Regions from separate parts of the Capra hircus genome. Here region 1 is linked to region 2. A link is a contact called in public Hi-C data. All regions are on one chromosome and are shown on one strand. Each heading gives the region's core, a stretch centred on a gene start, on an enhancer-like site or on the middle of the called end of the contact. The rest is flanking DNA. Distances are from core to core; before and after follow the strand shown.

Region 1 (4,737 bases), core at 36-2,535, 230 kb before region 2:
ATTGAATGATGCTTGAAAATTGTTTTCTTACTGTGAGCTGTAGTTAAAAAAAATTTGAGAGGCAATGCTCAAGTGAATAACCTCTTCCACTTACCCCCATTCTTCTAACAGCTGTCCCCTAAACACACATAGGCATCCTCACCTCTGGGCCTCCATGCCCACTAATCTTTGGCCTGCTATATCCTTGTCCTAATTTCACTGCTAATTCTTCAAGGACATGAAGAAATCTTCTGCTTACTCTCTCCTTCTGAACTTCCTAAACTCTCCTTCCCTGGAGGTCCACACCCCTTTCTTGTAATACTTACCAGGTGACTGGGAGCCACGGTGCCTGGCTCTCTCAGACTCCAGAAGAGTCCCTCCCAATACCTGCAGCAAAGTTCTGACCACGAAGCTGCCATGTGTGTCTCCACAATAGAAAAGAAAATCATCACAGACCTCAGCAGCTAGTCCCAGGACCAGCTCCTCCAGGGTCTCCACATGACCATCCTTCCCATCCTCCTCCTCCTCCTCTTCCTCCTCTGCAGGGCTCCCTAGCAATCGAGGCAGCTGCAGCAAAGCGCTTTGCAAAACGTGGACCCCACATCGATGACAGGCCACAAAGCGCAAATTGGAGTGCAGAGCGGCCCATACTCGACACAACGGCTTCCGGGGGCTGAACCCCAACAGTTCCTGCAGCATCTCACTGCCAGTCCGGTTTGTGGCCAAGGCTAGGGCCTGAGCTTCCACTTCCTTCAAAACATTGTGCACCATCAGCTCTGAAAAAAACAAGAAATACATTAAAGAGAATGAGAGGATAAGGTTATGCCTTAGGGGAGATGAAACTAAGTCCTCACACCCTGGGGACCCACGAAATCGTCCTTAACTGTCTTGAATTTTATGCCCAACCAGTTCCTCCCTTGATCCCTCTCCCCAAGTTGCTCCCTACCTCGTTCTTCTCCCGTCTCTGGGGCCTCTTTCAGCGCGGACAGAGCCCGGCGGAAATACCCCAGAGCTTCTGGGCTCAGGTGAAGGTGCGCATCTGGGGCCGGCTCAGAGCGCCCATCCGGAGGCGGGCAGGGATGTCGCTGGCGGCCTGGTGGGGGGCGCCCCGAGCCCTTGGCCCCGCGCCCTCGTTTTCCGCCAGCTGGGAACCGGCGCCCCTGTTTGTGGGGGGAACGCGGACCCAAGCCCATGGGTGCGTCGGGGCCGCTCCGCCCGGAAAAGCTGCCTTAGCCGCTGAGGGAACCTCAGTCAGCAGGGTGCGGGCCTGGGCCCAGCAGAGTTTAGACACGCCGCCGCGCTTAAGGCGCAGCATTATACGTCATAGCCTCGCGACGGCCTCTCTGGTGAAGGCGTGGCTGAGTCTCTGGATCGCCCCGCCCGGCTGGTGGGTCCTGGCCTCCGCCCCTTGTCCAGGCTCCTGCGTGTCGTACTCTTTGACCCGATCCTCCGAGTCTCCTGCGGAAACTGGACCGGAATGTGAACTTCCACTCGACCGTCGTCCTCTTGACTTCTTGTCCCGTCCCTGCGACCAGAATTAAAACTCCTCGACTTCGAGAACTTTGTGAGCCAGACGGCGCGAGGACTCCAGCGGCAGCACAGGTGGCAGGTATGGAGTTCGAGCTCCGTACACATCGGGCTCAGGGCCCCTGGGCCTCGCTGCAACCCTCCACGCGGAAGCCGCACCTCTGGGCAAGGGGCCTGAACTCCGTAGCTCAGGACTCTGCAAGACGTGCCGAGAGGGACTGCCCCGCCACAGTCCCACTCAGAGTCCCAGTAGGTGGCCGGCCTGAACAGCCCCACGCAGACCCCTTCTTCCCTCCTTGGTCTCCCAAAAGGGACAGCTAACCTTGTCCCGGGCCTGCGCTAGTTATTCCTCTCAGAAACTTCTCTCCCCATCAAAGGATCTCAACCTTGGCTCCCCTTCCTACCTCTATAGGATCGCCCCCCCTCCGAATAACGCAGTCTGCAGGCTTCCCTCAGAGCAAGTCCTTGGTTCCACAGATTTAACCCGTTTGCTTGCTGAGTCATGCCAGCTACCATGAAGGGCCAGGTGTGCGTGGTGACTGGTGCCTCCAGGGGTATTGGCAGGGGCATCGCTTTGCAGCTCTGCCAAGCAGGCGCTACAGTTTACATCACTGGCCGCCACCTGGACACGCTGCAGGCCACTGCTCAGGAGGTGAGTGCTTCCTCTGGAGTCCCTGGGGGCAGAAACCACCTGAGGGAGCTCTTTCCATTAACTACTCCTCTTAATCCCTTACCTGAAACCAAAATATTCCTCAATAAACATGAACATTTATTCTAAGTGGGATAAGTAAACCCCATAAGTAACTTCAGATCAGGGCACATTTTGCCATTAAGTGAATTTTATGAAAAAAAACAACAACAACTTTATTTGAGAGCTTTAGGGATTTTGGAATTGCATTTCAAGAGTTGTGGACCTGTGCTCTTTCTCTTTTCTTGTTAAGATTTTATTGAATTGTATGTTTTCTGAATTTCAGTTAAATAAATTTGGGGGTGCCTTTTATTTGCTAGGCACTGGGTGAAACAGTGGAGTTACCAAATTTAGTTAGACATAACTTTTGCTCTGAAGTCTAAGGCAGAAATGGATCATTTCAATGTAATGTGAATACAGGCAGTGATGAGATGAAAGTAATGAATATGAACATGATAAGCAATAAGTGAGTCCAGAATGTACTAGAAAGGTGAGTGAGCAGTTAGGCAGGGAGGTCAGAGGGTGGGGCCCAGAGCATGAATCTTCAGGATATGAAGATTGTTCTTGAATAAACTCTTCTTCTTTCTCTGACGTGAGAGGAGGGGACACATTTGTAGAAGGTGAGGCAGAATAGGAAGTAGAGATAGTTCATGTCTGAGAGCTTTGTTTTTTCATTTACCGGGCAGCAGTGTTGGTGGAGAGAGGGTAAGAAGGCTGGGATTGAGTTGAGATTCCAGATGAGTGGTGAAGGGTGGGAGCTAAGAGCACAAGAGATGGACATGACTAAGAATGAAGGAAAAGAACTCCTTTCTCAAGGAACCTCCAAGCCTGTTTGTCCCTCGGCCTCCACATGCAGAGTGATACAGTGCCTTGAACATAGTAGCCCTCAGAAAATGTCTGCAAATTTTAAACCCGGGATTCCCTATCCCGCTTGCCCTACGACAGTACCTAGCATCACTGAAACTCCTCAAACAGACACCAGAGGGCAGTATTGCCCACCATGTTGCCTCAGCTCCTGCCTCAGGCTCCTGCCTGAGTCCTAGAACTGCCTTAGCTCCCACCTTGGGGCTGACGGGAGCTGAGTTCTGTCTCACGTTGTGCAGCTCGGAGCTCATATCCCTTCTGTCCCTCTCCAGGCGCAATCCCGGGGAGGCCGGTGTGTGCCCGTGGTATGTGATTCAAGCCAGGAGAGTGAAGTGCGAAACCTGTTTGAGCAGGTGGATCGAGAACAGCAAGGACGTCTGGATGTGCTGGTCAACAATGCCTATGCTGGGGTCCAGGTGCTTTTCGAACTTTGACCCCAGCTTCACACTTCGGACCTACCCCTCTGAGCTCTGAGTCCTCATCCCCACTGGTTGTCCCTTCCATTATCCAGCCCCTTCTTGCCTCCAGAGCATACTATTCATCTCTCTCCCTGTGCCTTCCAGTCGATCCTGAACAACTCCAATAAGTCATTCTGGGAAAGCCCCGCCTCCATTTGGGATGACATCAACAACGTTGGACTCAGGTAGGTGCTTCCCCGGCCACCCACCTAAGAGCCTGGGCTCCCCTCAGTCACTCAGCCAAACATTAACAAGTGTCCTCTCCTTTTCCTTCTGATCTCCTCGTCTCCTTCTTCTCCCATCTGTTCTATTTGTCCACTGACCTCTGAAGAAGTTTCAACCAGGTGAATCTGGACCCAGGAACGTCAACTTCTGCCTTGTTTCTGTCAGTAGTTTTCATCTGAACTTGCCCTTGCCGGCTCTCCTGTCTCACTCTCTGCTTGTCCAAATGCATGATCCATAAGGAAGCCTCTTTCCTTCGGTAAAGCATGCCACCTATAGTCGGTATGTCCAAACATGACTAGAGGAAAGAATTGTTTTGTTTTAGATCAGCAGAAGGTCAGTGAGGAAGACTGAGTGCCAGCCATCTTAGCCTTCCCCTCCTCTCTCCAGGCCTACAGGCAAGAGTGTTCCAGGTGTGAGTAGAGAGGGCAGGGGTTTCACCTACATCTGGAAAAGGAATGAGATGAAACAGCATTTACAGTTCACCCAGCATGACATACATCCTTCATGTCTGTGTTTATTGTTGGGAAGAGGGCACCTCTCAGAAACTATCCTGCATGGATGTGATCAGCCACCTGTGGGAGTCACCCAGAGATTATATGCAAATCTACATCTAAAGCATCTAAGGAACCCTCAGCTTCTAGTGGCAATCCCAGGGAAGCAGGATTACAATCCACTTGTCATTTCCAAAGTGGAATAAATGTTGTGAGGAGAGGGAGATGGTCAACCAAGAGTCAAGAAAACCCAAAGAGCTAGAAATTGGCAACACCCATGTCCTTAGCTCTCTAAAGAGAGGGGCCTTCCACACTCTCATCTCTTTTGGTCAGGGTTTTGAGCCTGCAAAGCAAAGGCCCAGACCCTGGCGCCAGAGCCCTGATGAATTCTCCAAAGCGAAGGTTACTCTGGGACCCTGCTGGAAGCGCACCAACACCTCCTCTCACCTCTCACACACATACTTGTGCCTTTCCTCTGCATTGCCTGAGGCTGGCCTTCTTTTTG
Region 2 (5,039 bases), core at 1,697-4,196:
TTCCCTGGTGGCTGCGACGGTAAAGAATCTGCCTGCAATGCAGGAGACCCGGGTTAGATCTCTGGGTCAGGAAAATCCCCTGGAGAAGGGAATGGCTAGGCACTCTAATATTCTTGCCTGGAGAATTCCACGGATGAAGGAGTCTGGTGGGCTACAGTCCATGGGATCACATGACTCAGTGACCAACACAAACACACAGGTAGCTGGTAAGTCTGGGTTGGCTCATACCTCTTCCCTTACTGGTTGTGGGACCTTGGGGTGTTGCTCTAGCTTTCTGAACCATTCTTTAAACAGGGAGCATAGTCCCGCCCTTGCTTGGGTTGTTGTTTGCAGATAACCCGTGAAAGGCTCGAGACAAAGTGAATGGCACACGGTGGCTGAAACAAAATGGGCTGCCTCCTATAGGTTCCTGGGCACTCAACTTTATAAACTGAAAAACCGGGGATTGATTGTTTCTTAGCCTATAGTGGGAATGCCTATTTACCCTTCTTATCTGCCCAATTAGACTGGAAGCTACTGGAGAACCAGGACCAACTGGAGTGTTTTGGGTGCCCCAAGGCACAATGCAGGGTAGAACAATAGAGTGTTTTTTGGTTCTCTCACTGAAATGGGATGATTCTCGGAGACAGAACCGAAAGGCACACATAAAAATGTGCTGGTGGACTGGTGTGGGTATGTGGAATGCACTATTTTATTTTAGTGAACAGTGCTGGTTTGGATTATACCCATGTTGTCTAGGAAGGCCAGCGCAGGCTGCCTCCTTTCTGCTGTCTCATGGCTCTGGACCTGTATGTCTGCTGCTTACCGTGGCCACCAGCCGCTCCCGGTCCTCAGCCTTCCCTACGTGGCACACGGTGCCCGAGACGCTCAGCCCCTCCCCTTGCAGTGCTGCCACTGCCCGGTCCACATTCTGCTGCTTCCGGCTGCTGACCACCACGTGGGCCCCGTCCTGCGCCAGACGCCGGGCGATGGCAAAACCGATCCTGTGGGCAGAGAGAGAGAAGGACTTTTAAGCTTGGTACAGGAAGAGGGGGAGAGCATGGGCTCTTAAGTCAGGCTGCTTTCTGTAGGACCTCCACCTGTTAGGATTAATGGCACAGCCATTACCATACAGATGGACATGCTTAGCATCTTTTTGGCACTGGTTTACTACTTTTATTATGGTTTTGGCCCTCAGTCTAGGTTCCCAGGAAGTGATAACACCTTCCATAGGTGTTATCATAGGCTCCATACCCTATAGGGACTGGGGAGAGAGAAATGACTTAGGGGTATAGCAAGCAGCAGTGATTTCCATGATTGGAGAGTCTCTCTCAGAAAAGCCTTTACCCCTAAATAGTTTCCTCAGGACAGTAGTCTACATCATCTCAATATTCTATTGTTAGTTATGTTTTGGGGTACATATGAAACGGGGTCTCTGGTTCAGTCAGTTCAGTTCAGTTGCTCAGTCGTGTCCGACTCTTTACGACCCCATGGGCTGCAGCACCCAGGCCTCCCTGTCCATCACCAACTCCTGGAGTTTACTCAGACTCATGTCCATTGAGTCAGTGATGCCATCCAACCACCTCATCCTCTGTCATCCCCTTCTCCTGCCTTCGATCTTTCCCAGCATCAGAACTGAACTGACTAGTTATATTTTGGAGTACATATGAAACTGGGGGTCTCTGGTTATGAACATAAATTTTTTACATTCATAGGAGAAAGGGTCATACATTAAAAAAAAATTATCTACCTGGCTATATGGGTCTTGGTTGGTCCATGTGGGATCTAGTTCCCTGACCAGGGATTAAACCTGGGGCTCCTGCATTGAGAGCATGGAGTCTCAGCCGCTGGACCTCCAGGGAAACCCCCAGGGTCGCACATTTTGCACCTGTTAGCCATTTGCTGCCAAGTCGCCTCAGTCGTGCCCCACTCTGTGCGACCCCATGGACTGCAGCCTACCAGGCTCTCGCGTCCATGGGATTTTCCAGGCAAGAGTTCTGGAGTGGGGTGCCATTGCCTTCTCCAGGTTTCCCCATTTATATGTATTCTAACTTTGTGAAGAGCTGGCATCTAGCAGGGGTCTGTGGGAATGAGAAACAGGGTAGGTAACAGTGGCTGGTAAGAAACAGGCTGGGCAAGAGAGGCCACAGTATACTGAACTAAACAAGAACCTGGACACATGACTTGCGTCCCCTCTAGGGAAGGGGCAAAGTTCTGTGAGGCTCCTGGGGGTGCCACAGTGGGGGTGTCTGGAACATTTCCACAGTCGGTGTAGGCAGTGCATAGGGTGTTTGAAATCTGGACTGTCTTGGACTTCCGGCCTCTGGTCTTCCCAGACTCTAGGTGGAGCCAGTTGATTGGGGCGGCCCAGAACCCCAGGAGGCAGGATAGACGGGGTAGGGTGAGGGGCAACGCCAAGGCGGCGGACCCGAGCCAGGGGCGGCAGTGACAAGAGCGCTGTTAACTGCAAAGGTGGGGGGAGCGGAATCTGAAGGGGGCTGCAGGCCAACCACGTGCTGCCTTTCTTCCAGGGCCAGCTCTGGCCGCACGGGAGGGCTGAAGAGAGGGCGCGGGAGGCCAAGGACAAGGGGTATCACCTGTTTGCAGACAACGGGGGACTCAGAGACTCACTCGGGCACTCACCCGTCAGTGGAGGCCGTTACTAGGGCCACCTTATTCTCCAGCGGGTTCCGGCGCGCCATCCCGCAGCTGGCCATCCGGACCGACTTCCACGACCGCGCACAGGCACCCAAAGGCAGTGGCACCTTCAGCATGGCGCCGGCGGGTTCAGGGTTCTGCACCGCCCAGGGGATGTGACAGTGGGGCAGGGCGAGGGGCAAGGCGAAGAGTGAATCGCCTCCTGGCTCGGCGGCCCGCTCCCCTCCCAGCTTCTGGCTCCAGGATCCCGTCTCCCCGCCCCTCTTGAGCCCTAGATCGGGACAGCTCCTCCCGCTCCGCGCGGGCCCTAGGCCAGGGGAGCCGGCCGTGGCCAAGAGCGCCCCCTGCCGTTTGTGGCCGCCGCGCCCCTAGATCCCCTGCTCTCCCGGGCCGGCACGACTTGGGACGGTGCTGTCGGTTCCGGTTCCCTGTGGGGCCCTCCCCACCTCGGGGAGCTCGTAGACTTCCTTGTCCTCCCTCTCCTCCTCCCACCTCTGCTTGCCCACGTCAGTTCTTGGGCAGAGGGGACTTTAACTGTTTGCTTTTGCTTCCTAGAACTTCAAGGTGGGTTTTGTTTTCCGAGAAAGTCTGGGTCCACGTTTGTGACAGCCCAAAGGAGGCCAGATGTTTTGAGATTGCTCATGGGGGTGAGGCTCCTCCTGAGGGTCTCAGGGGAGCCTGGAGGAGCCTACGGGAGACACCTGATGGAGAGGAGCAGGGCTAGGCCTGCACTGCCCTTCACTCTGGCTCAAGTTCTCCTCCATCCCCATAGGCCTGGAGGGTAGACTCTGATCACCGGGGGTAACCAGTGTGCAGAATTAAAGATCCTGACCTGACAGGATCTCTTATATCCTCCACTCTAGAGGACTTCTCTAGGCCTAAGTGGTAGCAAGGAGGCTAGAGTGTCCCCTAACCAGTGGTGGAAATTCAGAGCACTCAGGAGCACTCAAGTTCTCCATAATCACTGTGTCCCCAGGTCTTAGCCTCCATCCTAGTTCAATAAATATTTGTTGAATGTAAAAGCATTTTATGAACTTTGAACTACTAAACACATAGTAATTATTGCCACCATAGAGTAATTATTATTGCTGCCACAAGCCAAGCTCTCCATCTGTAAGCTGAGGGTGCTGGGGTAGATGATAGATAAGGTCCTCTCCAGCTATAAAATTCTGTGTCCAAGACTTCAGCCCCTACTTCTGCCAAGTGGGCTGAAATGATCTCCCTCCTGGGTTTCTGGGAGAATTAATAAATCTGGATGGCTTATGATACACTGAAGAAAGGCCCGGCAGACCCAGTGTCAGCATCTGAATTGGTTTAACCCTGTGGCCTCCAAATGCCAGACTGAGAAGCTGTGTAGATCCAAGGCAAAGTTTTCACTAGTTCAAGGCAAAAAATGAAAATACAGTGTTTCATAAAACTAAGCTTATTTAATTTAAGAGATAGTCCTTTATTCTGGGATATGCTTTTGCTCTTTTTAATTATTTTTTGGTGTTAGTCTTTCTGTTAAGAGAATATGATGAAAGCAGATGGGTAGGTTAAGAAAAGGGTTGTTAGTTGGTGAAATCACCAGTCTGGCAACCTGATGTCAATCCCTACAATTAGAGGAGAGAGAATCCCGGTCTGCGAAATTCAGTTCCGGGGATTGCTGTTTAACAGAATTCATACTTGCTAAAGGTTCAGGTAGTATATGTGTAGGTCAGCTGAGCAGCCAAAAAGATTTCAGCATCTAAAAGTGTATGAGTAGTGAATGATATAACAAACATGCACTGGATTTATAGTTTATTCCTCAATCGAGATGTTATATAGCTGTGATATTCAGCACATCTCGATGAGATAAGAGAGCTTGAGTCTAATTTTCCCCATGTGTGGGGAAAACTGACTCTGACTGGTGCCCCTCAGTCTGAACCTCATGAATTATTGACAACAGAGGCTGGATAGCATGACACTCCTCTTCTTCCTGACCTGTTCAGAGCTAATGCACTGTGGGAACACTTCCCAGGGCTTGCTACCTGCCTGTGGGGCTGGGGGAGGGGATTTAGGACTGAAGCAGAGCCTCTCAGGGCTTTGGCTCAAAGGGACAGGCCTGTAAGGCATATTTGATCTCTCTCCACTTCCTGTCCAGAGATGAGCCGCCAAATCCAGGGGCTGAGGTTAGCAGGGGGTTGCGGGGGGTGTGTGGAGGCTGAGGGAGGTCACACCCCAAAGAGCAAAAGGTTTGAAGGCCTTCTCTGGTGGTCCAGCGGTTAAGAATCTGCCTTAAGACACCACAAGCCTCGGGGCAACTAAGCCCTTGTGCCACAACCACTGAGCCTACATGCTCTAGAGCCCGCGCTCCGCCACAAGAGAAGCCCTCTCAAAGAGCAAAGAGTTTGGGGAAAGGAGAATTCTGGCCTGGGAGCTCG

Evidence for each region. Hi-C and Micro-C count contacts between places; a contact is called where the count stands out from the background.
Region 1: a contact with region 2 is called in a Hi-C map of blood, with 5 times the contacts expected there. The contact joins the promoter of NOP9 here to the promoter of LOC102169480 in region 2. A contact is called at or near these places in 2 of 5 Hi-C or Micro-C datasets (both in blood).

Annotation. Positions count from the first base shown.
Region 1 is chr10:80,558,052-80,562,788 of ARS1.2, reverse strand. It overlaps NOP9 (nucleolar protein 9), which reads right to left and starts at 1,285. Exons shown (of 10, transcript XM_013966828.2): 1 at 926-1,285; 2 at 306-755. The coding sequence starts at 1,172. It overlaps DHRS1 (dehydrogenase/reductase SDR family member 1), which reads left to right and starts at 1,378. Exons shown (of 9, transcript XM_005685209.3): 1 at 1,378-1,588; 2 at 1,919-2,158; 3 at 3,331-3,474; 4 at 3,622-3,701. The coding sequence starts at 2,009.
Region 2 is chr10:80,332,597-80,337,635 of ARS1.2, reverse strand. It overlaps LOC102169480 (dehydrogenase/reductase SDR family member 4), which reads right to left and starts at 2,946. Exons shown (of 8, transcript XM_005685235.3): 1 at 2,623-2,946; 2 at 806-983. The coding sequence starts at 2,753.